4 separate regions of the Mus musculus genome follow, and regions 2, 3 and 4 are each linked to region 1. Evidence: chromatin contacts called from public HiChIP or PLAC-seq, capture Hi-C and promoter capture Hi-C data. All regions are on one chromosome and are shown on one strand. The core of a region is the stretch at or near the end of the contact, and the rest is flanking DNA. Distances in the headings are between cores, read along the strand shown.

Region 1 (2,680 bases), core at 81-2,580:
AGAGATTTCAATGAACAGCCACCCCTCTCTTTGCCCCAAATCTTCAGCCCCCAAAGCAAACAACATAACCTTGTTACCAGTCTGGGGGTATGTATGAAACAATCCACACACATATAAGCATTTGTTTTATTCATTGGAGCAGCATGTGGGATACTGCTCTGTCTCTTATTTCATTGGATTTTCTCTGGAAATTCTAAACTCACATATAGATTTCTTATTTATTTGAGACTTCATTATGTAGGCCCTATGGTGCTATGTAGAACAAGCTAGCAGAATTCTGAGCCGTCTTCCGCTCTTTCTTCTTGCCTAGAGCTATAGGACAACTTCCTAGAAACACTGGCACTCAGCTCTTAGAAAGCTCAGGGATTGGGAGTGGTACCAAAGGATGAAGCCTGAGCTGGAATCCCAAGCCCCATCATCCATTCAGCGCATCTGAGAGTGATAGGAGTCAGGTTTGCAGGATTCAGGAGGCTGGGCTGGGCTCTGGGGAGTGGGATGCTGGAGGAAGGTTTGGTCCTGTGCCTGTCCACACAGGGCAGAAGAAAGGCAGGACCGAACAGGAACATCATGCCTGCTTGGGACCCTACTGGGGATTCCTTCATTTTTCTGTGGCACTGTTGCCACCATGGTTCTCATTTTCCAAATCTTTCCTGTCACTTTGTCCCCTATAATTAGGGAACTTTGCTTTACCCTCTCTTCCCATCCTTGAGCTCAGGGTTCATTTGCCATTCAACTGTTGCCTTGTCTTTGTCGAGGAGTCACTATATCCTATTAAAAAATAGGAGAGCTAGATCAGAAAAGCCCAGGAGTGCAGAGCCATCAGACATCGCAGCACGTGGTTGTCACTTACGAAGCCCCAGATGAAGGATTGTCCAAATGAGTTATGAAAATAACTCAATGTCTTGAGCACACACTGTTTTGTTCTGAGTCACATTCACAGCTGGGCACACGAAGCCCTTATAGGCTGCAGGTTATTCACATACACTCGCAGCTCAAGGTCGTGTGACACTCATTACCTGATTCTGGAATCAATGATCGCTTCTAATATCTGTTAGAGAAGACAATTGTAAAATGGCTAAGGACTTTCCATGGTGGTCTGCATCAATAGGTCCCCAGTGTCGTAAACTCTAAGGAGGTCTACCGCATAACACAAGACAAAGATGGGTCAGCCAACTGCCTGAGGTCATACGAGGTATGAAGCAGCTTGGGGTGGACCCAGGCCTCTGGCTCCAAAGCGTCATTTTTCTGATGTGCTGGCTCAGCTTGCAGAGAGGCCTGCCAACCCAGCAAACTCTGAGGGCCTGAGAGTCATTTCCTGGAGTGTATGAAAACGGGAAGCACAGGGAAAATATGACTTCAGCCTCAGAGTCCATTTCTCAACGGGCTAACAAAGTCACAAGGCAATAGAACACTCTCTTGAGTGTTTCAAGCCCCCCTGAACGTAACTTCATGAGGACAATCAGTCTTGCCCTCAGTACATGACTCAAATACTTTACCAGTAAGGATGGACTAAGACAAGACAGCCACGGGCTTTTGAGATGACTCATTGGATAAGAGTACCGACTGCTCTTCCAAAGGTCCTGAGTTCAAATCCCAGCAACCACATGGTGGCTCACAACCATCCATAACGAGATCTGATACCCTCTTCTGGAGTGTCTGAAGACAGCTACAGTGTATTTATATATAATAAATATGTCTTAAAAAAAAAAAAAGACAAGACAGCCACTATCATGTTTGAGAGCTCTAGGGCTACCACAAGAATGATGGTGTAGGGACATTAAGGGACCAGGGCCTTTTGCGAACTTGTGACCTCCAGGGCTGTGGCCACAAACCAATCCTGATTGACTTCCCTCCACCTCAGAGGCCTGGGGTAGGGCCAAAAGGCTTCCATTGTGGGGGTTTTCCTGGGTTCCTGTCCAGAGCATTGGCACAGCAACAGCAGCAGCCTCCCGTGCTCTTAGTAACCAGAACATTAACACTGGAGAACAGTCCGTTGCTCCCATGTGTGACCAGTAGCATTTGTCAGAGCTACACCCTGACCATCTGGGATCAAACATCTTACCACACTCAACCATGGTCATTCTTACGTCACAAGTTACTGGTATGGGGAGGGAGCTAGGTAGCATCAATAAGCTCTGACAAACTTCCCAGTCTGTCAGGACTTCAGTCACTTCTTCCTATTAAGACAAAGCTGTTCCACACACGCTCGTACTCCCAGCAGAACAGGCGCAAAGCAAATTTTAGATGTGTCTTCTACACCTTTATGTCACAGCCAAAGGATGCGAGGGTTCCCATATACCCAGTATCAGGGGTCTTAGAGAATGTCCAAAAGCGGCCATATGTCACCCAATGGAACCAGGTAAGATTAAGAGGCTTCGGCCAGATTCCAGAATGAGCGTCAGCAGTGGCACCCCTTAGTTTGTGTGATCTCTGGGAAAAGACACAAGACCTCACTGGGGCTTTAACACTCACAGCAATGGGAATGGACAGACTCCTCCTCAGCGGCTCGTGTGGACCACAGGATGCAGTTCCTGGTGAGAGGGGCCAAGCACTTCCTGTCTTCCCATGCAGGTCCTTTGAGAAAGGAAGGCTAGCGGGGCTGAGGGAGAGCGGGAAGGCAGAATTGCAATGATGAACAGGGATCACCTCAGAAAACTCCAAAGGGAACAAAGGAAATCCC
Region 2 (2,680 bases), core at 118-2,617, 250 kb before region 1:
CAGCAGCCAGGAATTAGCCTTCGTCTCTTAGAAAGTCTGCTCTAGGCAGTTCACAGGATCCAAGATATGCTATTAGTTTCTGCCCCCAGTTATCTTTGTTTTCAAGCTATTTCTCCCTTTCCCACCAGAGTGGCTGGCAATGATGGCAAATTAGCATGGAACAGCTAAGCGCATTGACCACACTGCAGGGAGTGTCATGAATCAACTCCCAATAATATTAAAGGATTATCAGGTCTGTCCATTTTTCTGGATGTGAATGTGGACAGCATATGCACTTAGTTAAAGCCACGGCTAACTGAGCACACTGTCTAGTAGCAGATGTGTGGGTAGTTCCTCTCAAATGTAGGGATCATTTCTGACAGCAGCATTTCTTCTCTTTATTTCAGAGCAATTGGTTGATGAAGATAATGACCACTTTCTGGTCACACGGTAGCTAATACTGCTGAAATGTTTATTCTGTGCCTGGTATTGGGCTCAGCCTGTGACACAAGCCTTCAACAACTCTGTAGGGTATCGTTTTTATTTGAAAAAAGGGGAAAACTATAGCACAGGAGACTCTTGGCTAAGATTGCAAGAGAGACAGACTGGCTGACAGACAGACAGAGCCTCGGGGATATAGCAGAGTTAAGGTGTGAACTTGTGATCACAATGAAGCACTACTGCTTTCTCCTGCACAGTTACAGTATAGGAACCCAAGAACCTGGAGGAAGTATGAGCTTCCCACAGAGTTAAGGGTAGGGGTGAAGTAAAGGGCTGGGGTGTGGCTTGGAGGTAAGCTACTTCTATAATGAGCATGGTCTGGGCTGGAGAGACTAGTGGTGGGATGTGTGATATGGGCAGTAGATATGACTAGCCCAAATAACAACATTAAGCAGAGAGAGAATCTGGGACAGAGGCAAAATGTGACTTCCACAAGGCCTTCAGATTTATGGGTTTTTAAAATCACATTGATTTATTTGGGATATACGGTAAAGGGACCACACACACACACACACACACACACACACACACCATACACAAGTATTGATGTCAGAAGACAACTTGCAAAGAGTTGGTTTCCCCTTCGACTATGCAGGTCCCAGGGGCACACTCAGACCCTCAGGTTGGTAGCAGGTACCTTTTCCTGACCCAGATTTCATGTTCTCTCCAATCTGCATTTTATTAAAGCTTTCAGGTGACCTTATATGGCTTTCTTCCTCCCAGTCTTGCCAGGGCCTGTAGATAGCAAGGGTGTCCACCCCAGTCTGCTTTGGAGAAGAGCGTGGGAGAGGTGGGAATTGATCCTGGTGGCATGGTGGACTCTGGTTGGGGATTCAGAGCAGAGTCTAAGCATTGCCTTCTCTGGTGTAGGGTTTCAAGTGAGGCCTTTCTCCTGCAGGAACAAGACACATCCTTAAACTGCAGGGCTGGCGGGCGGGCCCATCTCTAAGGGAATTGGGGGCCATGAATGGGGTCATTTATTTGTGCTCTGACAAAGCAGATTCAGAGTTATGCTATCCCTAGTGACTCCTTTGTATTCTGCTCTGAAATCCATCCTTCTTTTTTTGTTGTTGTCGTTCGATTTTTAAAATTACTTTATTAGATATTTTCTTCACTTACATTTCAAATCCATTCTTAAGAGTGCTTTTGAGTTTAAGTGGTGTTTTACACAGGCCACATAAAATTCTGGCCACGAGGGGGCTTCATTTTCCCATTTTTCAAAAAAGACCTGTAATATAATACTATAATGCTTTGCCTTGTTTTTACTTTAAAGATAGGCTTGGCTTGGCTTTGTATGGTGCTGGGGATTGAACCCAGGACCCAGTGTGTGCAAATCAAGGACTGTCCCTTGGAGATACACCCCCCACACACACTTATTTGTTTTTGGCAATTATTTAGAATAACTAGAAGGAGCTTTGCAAACCAGGTGCAGTGGAAGCGTGGAGGCTGTAAAAGTCAGTGGCCTTCCAGAATGCCACACAGCAGGGCAGCTCATCAGAGTACTCTATACAACTCCCCTGAAACCTGATCCAAAGGCCAGAGTCTTTAAATGTTGATAGCACAACTATGATGACATTGGGTAGACACAGTTGGTAACTCAGGAGGTCAGCCTCTCTTCCTCTAACAAGCAGAGGTGAATTTTCGTGTACTACCCCCAGGGGCAAGTGCGGCTTGTCCTCAGGGCAAGTGTGGCTTGTCCTCAGGGCAAGTGTGGTTTGTCCTCAGACACTTGCTTATTGAACCTTACATAACTTTCAAATCTGGCTTCAAGGTTGAGCTCATTGCTGTCCCTCTCTCCACATATCTGAAGTTACTGTGACCCAATGCTGGGCTCTAAACTAGAGCTTCCCTTGAAGCAATGGGACTGCTAATTGAGCTAGTGACAGGTTCCCCATTTGTTTTAGAAGGTGGTATATTCCAGAGGTGACAGGGGAAAGCAGTGTTTGGCCTTAGAGGAACTACAGTGGAAAAATAACTCTTCTAAGCTCCTGATTGGGAAAAAATAATCAGGGTCTACAAGTTACAGGAAGGAAAATGACAGCACATTCTCAAGTTAATTTTCATTCCTGAAGAAATAAAAATAAGCTACAGGGAATGATTTAAAAATGTAAAGCCTGAAACTGGCAGTCATGGTACTGTTAAACAGGCCCACGTATATATTTTATAGAAACCGTGGCTTTTCCACAAGTTAAATTAAGCC
Region 3 (2,680 bases), core at 77-2,576, 230 kb before region 1:
ATAATAATTTCTTTCTCCCTGAAACCTTGTCTCAGATATAGTTGTAGTTCGTAGAATTTCCACACGACAGCCATCTGGTGGCTTTGTTGTTTGGTATGTGGAGAGATTTTATAGTTTAGGTATCTGAGACCTACTGGTAACTTCTGGGACTGTACAGAAGTTTTTTGGCACAACACCAGGAGATCTAGGCTCCCTCTGTGACTCAGCAAATCACATAGGTGTTAAACCTGTTTTGTTGTCTTGAAAACGGGAGGAGTCATAGCAGTGATTGTTGAAACCATGTTCATGTATGCAGACTCAGACCTAAAGCATGCATGTTCGCATGGTTACACAGCCTATTGATAGCAGAGCCAAGACTGGAGCCCAGGGCTCTGGATTCTAGGTCATGCTCCTGTCAAATTAACCAGGGCTTTCCCCTAACCGGTTAAATGTGGCTAAGACAGTAATAGATGTAAAGAGTATAGCATGTTTCCCACACTTAATTGAGGGTTGTGGAGATGGAAAGTATTCTTCTAATGATCAGGAGAGACACAAGCTAGAAACACTATATTATTTGTACATCATATGGGCACCTGGTACACCCAAAGGCCATGTGCATACAAAGTCAGGAAGCACACACAGAGAGAGAGACACTCAAAGACCAAGCTTCTGTTGGATCCAGAGTGTTGTCCAAGCAGCTTTTCCAAGGGGGCATTTGAGTGGGTAAGATGAAATCAGACAGGTACTTGTTCCAGGAGGCCACATGGTAACTTAGAGGTAGTCATGTGACCTACCCTCAGGTGGGTCTGAGCTTCAAGGGGTCAGTCATAGAGGCTACATTAGCTGTCCCCTAGGGGGGTGGACATCACAGAGCAGTTGCTTAAGGTGACCTGTGTGGGCCATGCTAAAGACTTTCACTGAGGAGAGCTGGCATCACGATGACTGAGAAAGTCCAGCTGGTATTCAAGATGGGTGGTGAGGTGACCGGACATCCTAAGGATTATAAACACTAATTAGATGGGGTTTGAGGCTGATGCTTAGCTTTTTGTTCTTGGAAATGTGAAAAGTCCCTTTCTATTTCTCATATTTAAAAGGAGTTTCCCAGGGGAAGGCAATTTTCTGCTACACTGGAACTGGCTGGTGTTTGCCCTGATGTGCAACAGTCATTTAATGAATGGAAATGAGGTCATCAGAGGAGAATGACATTTGCTCCACCTATGACCCACTTATTGTTTCCTTTAGAGAGTTCCTAGTGTTCTCAAATACATTTCCCTAGGGGATGATGAGAGAAGAGAGCTAAGGAAATAGAAGAGGTCTCATGCAGGGACCAAGTGTTCCATCCCTGGCCAGAGCCCAGGCTGCCAGGCTGGGGGAACAAAGGGGCCTGAGGACGGACGTCTCCAAGGACTTGTTCTGACAGGGCAAGAGGGATGTGCGGGGAGGAGGGGAGCCGCTGGGAGCTGCTGCTGACAAGCTCAGGGTTTTCCAACATCTATGTTTGTCACTTTTGAATACCTTGTCTCTCTTTACGCCTCAACCGTCATAAAGAAAGTCAATGATGTGAGGAAGACTACAGAGAAATCCAGGGAAAACTCTGGTCCTTTCGGGCTCATAGATAGCTTTGGTGTGATAGTGCCTATTACACACACACACACACACACACACACACACACACACACACACACACGGCATTCAAGGGCTTTCTGATGCTGTAACAGAGTATCTGAGAGGAATCGTGTGGAGGGGAACAGGTTTATTTTGGCTCGGCTGCTGAAGCTTCAGTCCTTTGTCAGCTGTCACTTGCTTTAAGGCTTGAGAGGCAGAGCATCCTGGTGAGGCACACAGGTAGAGAAATGCTTACTTCCTGAAGGCTGGGAAGCACAAAGAGAGAAGACAGGACATGGAGGCGAAGGTTGCAATGTCCCCTCAGGGGCTCATTCCCACTCACCTAACTCACCCTCAATGGTTTCTCCACCTCTTCAAGGTCCCACCCCCACCCCAATAACTCCAAAGCCAGGGAACCCCAGTAATTCAAAAGCCAGAGAACAAACCTTAACACATGGGGTTCTGGGGGACATTTCAGATCCAAACTACAGTGCATACTTTATAAAAGCAAGGCCAGAAAACAACAAAATGTTAAATTTATATCAAGACAGAGAGGAATACCACCAACTAATATAGTAAACATGCATTGATCTGAATGTATTCCAGGGATAAGGACATGGCTCTAGGGCTAAGAGCATCTGCTGTGCAAGCAGAAGGCCTGAGTTCACATTCCCAGCAGACACATAAAAGGACTGTTCTGACCTCTGCATGTGTAAGCATGGGTTAAAGCATATACACACTTATGTGTGCACACACACACACACACACACACATTACACCACGTATACACATTAAACAACACTGAAAACATTCCAATCCTGGTTAGCATATATGTTTAGAAATGGGCATTTTCTGTATGGTTTGAGAACAGAAAGAAATTAGCCTTTCTTCTTGCCCCTCCCACACACTGCCTCCTTTTCCACATGCAGATGGCGAGGGGGCTTTGGCACCGCCTGAAGTTTATAACTTCTATCAAGTGGTACCCAGGTCAGTTCCCAGTCATCGTATGACAGCTCAGATTGACCATCAGTCAGCTTTAGAACATTTGGGAAGTCAAAGAACGGTGGAGAGGACAGGGGGCCTTTCTCTTGGACTG
Region 4 (2,680 bases), core at 77-2,576, 160 kb before region 1:
TGACTCATCTCACTAGCCCTATTATAACTCATATATATATATAATAACTCTTATATAACTGATTTAGCTGTTTGTAGTTGCTTATATGTTTGTTCTATCCTTAGAGGCAGAGATTCATGTCTTTCCTGCTTAGTAATCTTTGAATGTAAAAGAGTACTGGGCACATGGTGCTAATAAATTCTGCAATATTAGGACCATCATAACACTTACTCAGGTGAGGCATTTCAACCTTAGCACATCTGTAGGCTCCTACAGTTTGGATGCCTTCTCTCCACTTAACAGATGAGAATGGCAGTAAGGCTAGGTAGCTGCTCAACTTTAATTTGATACCAGGTTCTGCACCTAATCATAATTTGAAGAAGATTTGATTTTCTAAATATTAAGTTCTTTTATGAAGCAGATGGTGATTCTTAAAGATAACTTCCATTTTTAGGCATGTGAATTATGAATGTATTTCTAGGTAAATTTCTAGAGGTGTTAATTTAGGAGTTACAGAGCAAGGAGCCATGATCAGTGTATAAACTCTTAGCTCTAAAGGCAATCATTATTTCTATTTTAAATTTGTTTTCACTGTTCCAAACTTGTGAATCTCAGGTTGTTGCAAATGATATATATTTTTAAATCTCTGAGCTATTATTGAACTTACCACCTGCCGGTATCAAATAAATGATTTGATAATTATAATATCATTACCATTTCTAAAATTTTAGCCCAACATATTAGACTTGAGTATGGTAAGCAATACACGATTTCTTTCCTCTCAATAACAATGCATACATTTTTCTTTTCAAAGAAAGATTCCATTCTGAGAGACATTTCCATTTTTTTTACGCTTGATTCTTTATATGGCATTTAAGGAGGTTGACAATGGCCCAGAGTTAGGAAAACTATGTTCCTAAGTTTTATTTGATCATCTGCTTTGAAGCAAGAGTAATACCAGCATCTTTAATGAACTCCGTGTTGTGGCTGCATGTTCTTTAGAATTATTTAAACTTGCAGATAGCTGTTACCAGTCATCTCAACTTGAACTTTATGCCTCTGATGAAGGACTTCCTTCCCAGGAAGCCCTGGTCAGGCCAGAGGGTGAGGGAGCCCAGCGGCAGGGATTGTCCGTGTGATCATCTGAACTGTGGCTTCGGAAGCCCCTTTGGGTAGAAAGGTTTGGAGTAGCTTGAGAAGATTATTCTTCTTCCCCGCCCCCCACACACACCCCTCAGTAAAAAAGAGAGTTTCTTCGTCTTTCTGGTAACTGTCTGATAGGCCTGTGGCTGTGCTGTGTGCAGTAGCTGTGGGCAGTTTGCTTCTTGTTTCTCAACACAGAATCTTATTGTGGGAACAAGAACAGGAGACAGGAAACAGGCTCACTTGAGAAAGAATTGCACCATCTGTTCTACCCTCTTTAGAGTCCCTTCTTACTCCCAAGCCACTTCCGATTTATCCCCTGGGACCACATGTGGATTGACCACTAATAACTCCTGGTGCTCACCCTCTTCTCATCTCAAAGTCTAAAGTCAGTTTGGATTCCCATCTCATTAGATGGTTGAGCTCTGTTATTATAACTGCCCATTGGTCCTCGTTGTAATATATAAATCAGGGATTGCAGAGTAGAAGTCAGAGAGACTCATTTGGTTTGGTAGCTGGACTGTGAATAAACCAATTTATACTTTCTTTTCTGGTACCTTGGCACCCACTTTTCTGTGCTCAGGTTTTTGGTTTTTTGTTTTGTTTTTGTTTTTGTTTTTGAGCACGCATGGCTTCTGTCGCACCTGGGCACTGCGATTGTTGAGGTTACTCTCTACTGTATAACACTATCGTTAAGTGTTATTCTTAATTATAAGTAAGCCTTCCCAAAATGTTTAAAACTTCTGCTTCAGGATCCAAAGAAGCCATGCTAATGGAATAATGGCACGAAATTTCATATAGAGAATCTCGGGAGAGCTTTGGGAATATGATGGAAGTAGGCCTGGTCAGAGAAAGCTCAAGTTTATCAATGGGCTTGCACAGATGGCATCTTGGTATTGGTTCTGAGATTCATTTAAGTTCTGTAGAATGTGGACAGAACATGAAGTAATATTTTAAATAAAATCATTACTGTACACCACTGATGATGGCTTGTCTAAGAACATTAGTATACAAAGAAAAGCAAGCAGGTAGGTGTGGGACTTGCCTGCCTAACACAGACAAAAACCAAATAAGCAAACATCCGCCAATATAGAAATAAAAGAGGTGGCCAGGGAAGGCCAGGTTCAGTGGTGGAATAATCTTTTTTTTTTTCTACAAAGGTTTTCCTAACATGTAAACAGGGAAACACCTTCTTCCTTCTCTTCTCCTCCCCCTGACATTCTGTTTCAAGCATTGGACATCTTCCATTTGTAACTAGCATCACAAGCACTCTTAAAGGAAAAGAAACAGAAGCCAGGCAAATCCTTGCAGGTATCTAAATCAGTCCTGGCTTAGCAGGTCTAAAGACAGGCTCTTCATGTGACACATTCCCCATTTCCTCAGATGACTATCTCAGAAACACAAGTTCCAGCAGGCAGGTGACCCAGCTGGACTTTGTGGCAAATGCCTTTGCAATGGCCAGGACTGAGGAGCACTGAACAAACAAACACTACACAATTCAGTTTTCTCAGCTTATAACGAAACTCTGATCGTTACAAGCAGACAGCATAGAGTAACA

What was found. HiChIP or PLAC-seq counts read pairs in DNA pulled down with a chosen protein or histone mark. Capture Hi-C pulls out chosen DNA fragments and counts their contacts.
Region 2: a capture Hi-C map of bone marrow-derived macrophages shows a contact between it and region 1, with 10 times the contacts expected there. The contact joins two enhancer-like sites. A contact is called at or near these places in 10 of 484 Hi-C or Micro-C datasets (the N1E-115 cell line, bone marrow-derived macrophages, cortical neurons and 7 more), 9 of 115 datasets of contacts at active chromatin or transcription factors (CD8 T cells, DN3 thymocytes, embryonic basal ganglia and 5 more) and 5 of 9 other capture datasets (adipose tissue, bone marrow-derived macrophages, embryonic stem cells and 2 more).
Region 3: a contact with region 1 is called in a promoter capture Hi-C map of adipose tissue. The contact joins two enhancer-like sites. A contact is called at or near these places in 5 of 484 Hi-C or Micro-C datasets (the N1E-115 cell line, bone marrow-derived macrophages, nephron progenitors and 2 more), 8 of 115 datasets of contacts at active chromatin or transcription factors (CD8 T cells, double positive thymocytes, embryonic basal ganglia and 5 more) and 3 of 9 other capture datasets (adipose tissue, liver and pancreatic islet).
Region 4: an H3K27ac HiChIP or PLAC-seq map of microglia shows a contact between it and region 1, with 3 times the contacts expected there. The contact joins two enhancer-like sites. A contact is called at or near these places in 6 of 484 Hi-C or Micro-C datasets (bone marrow, bone marrow-derived macrophages, conventional type 1 dendritic cells and 3 more), 5 of 115 datasets of contacts at active chromatin or transcription factors (cardiomyocytes, embryonic stem cells, microglia and 1 more) and 1 of 9 other capture datasets (bone marrow-derived macrophages).

The regions. Positions count from the first base shown.
Region 1 is chr13:113,588,426-113,591,105 of GRCm38.p6, forward strand. No RefSeq gene overlaps it. Among named protein-coding and RNA genes, the nearest start is that of Snx18, 29 kb to the right of the region's middle. Within about 2 kb of position 1,331, at least 58 of the 459 cell types and tissues checked have an H3K27ac peak or open chromatin away from gene starts, as enhancers often do. A contact at or near this core is called in adipose tissue, bone marrow-derived macrophages, granulocyte-monocyte progenitors and 2 more, where this site is marked.
Region 2 is chr13:113,335,689-113,338,368 of GRCm38.p6, forward strand. All of the region lies in intron 5 of Cspg4b (chondroitin sulfate proteoglycan 4B), which reads left to right. Among named protein-coding and RNA genes, the nearest start is that of Gm41070, 27 kb to the right of the region's middle. Within about 2 kb of position 1,368, at least 21 of the 459 cell types and tissues checked have an H3K27ac peak or open chromatin away from gene starts, as enhancers often do. A contact at or near this core is called in adipose tissue, bone marrow-derived macrophages and microglia, where this site is marked.
Region 3 is chr13:113,353,960-113,356,639 of GRCm38.p6, forward strand. All of the region lies in intron 8 of Cspg4b (chondroitin sulfate proteoglycan 4B), which reads left to right. It overlaps Gm41070 (a long non-coding RNA gene), which reads right to left. Exons shown (of 3, transcript XR_001781058.2): 3 at 1,713-1,850. Among named protein-coding and RNA genes, the nearest start is that of Gm41070, 9.1 kb to the right of the region's middle. Within about 2 kb of position 1,327, at least 47 of the 459 cell types and tissues checked have an H3K27ac peak or open chromatin away from gene starts, as enhancers often do. A contact at or near this core is called in adipose tissue, where this site is marked.
Region 4 is chr13:113,432,350-113,435,029 of GRCm38.p6, forward strand. No RefSeq gene overlaps it. Among named protein-coding and RNA genes, the nearest start is that of Gm41071, 9.7 kb to the left of the region's middle. Within about 2 kb of position 1,327, at least 48 of the 459 cell types and tissues checked have an H3K27ac peak or open chromatin away from gene starts, as enhancers often do. A contact at or near this core is called in bone marrow-derived macrophages, granulocyte-monocyte progenitors, microglia and 1 more, where this site is marked.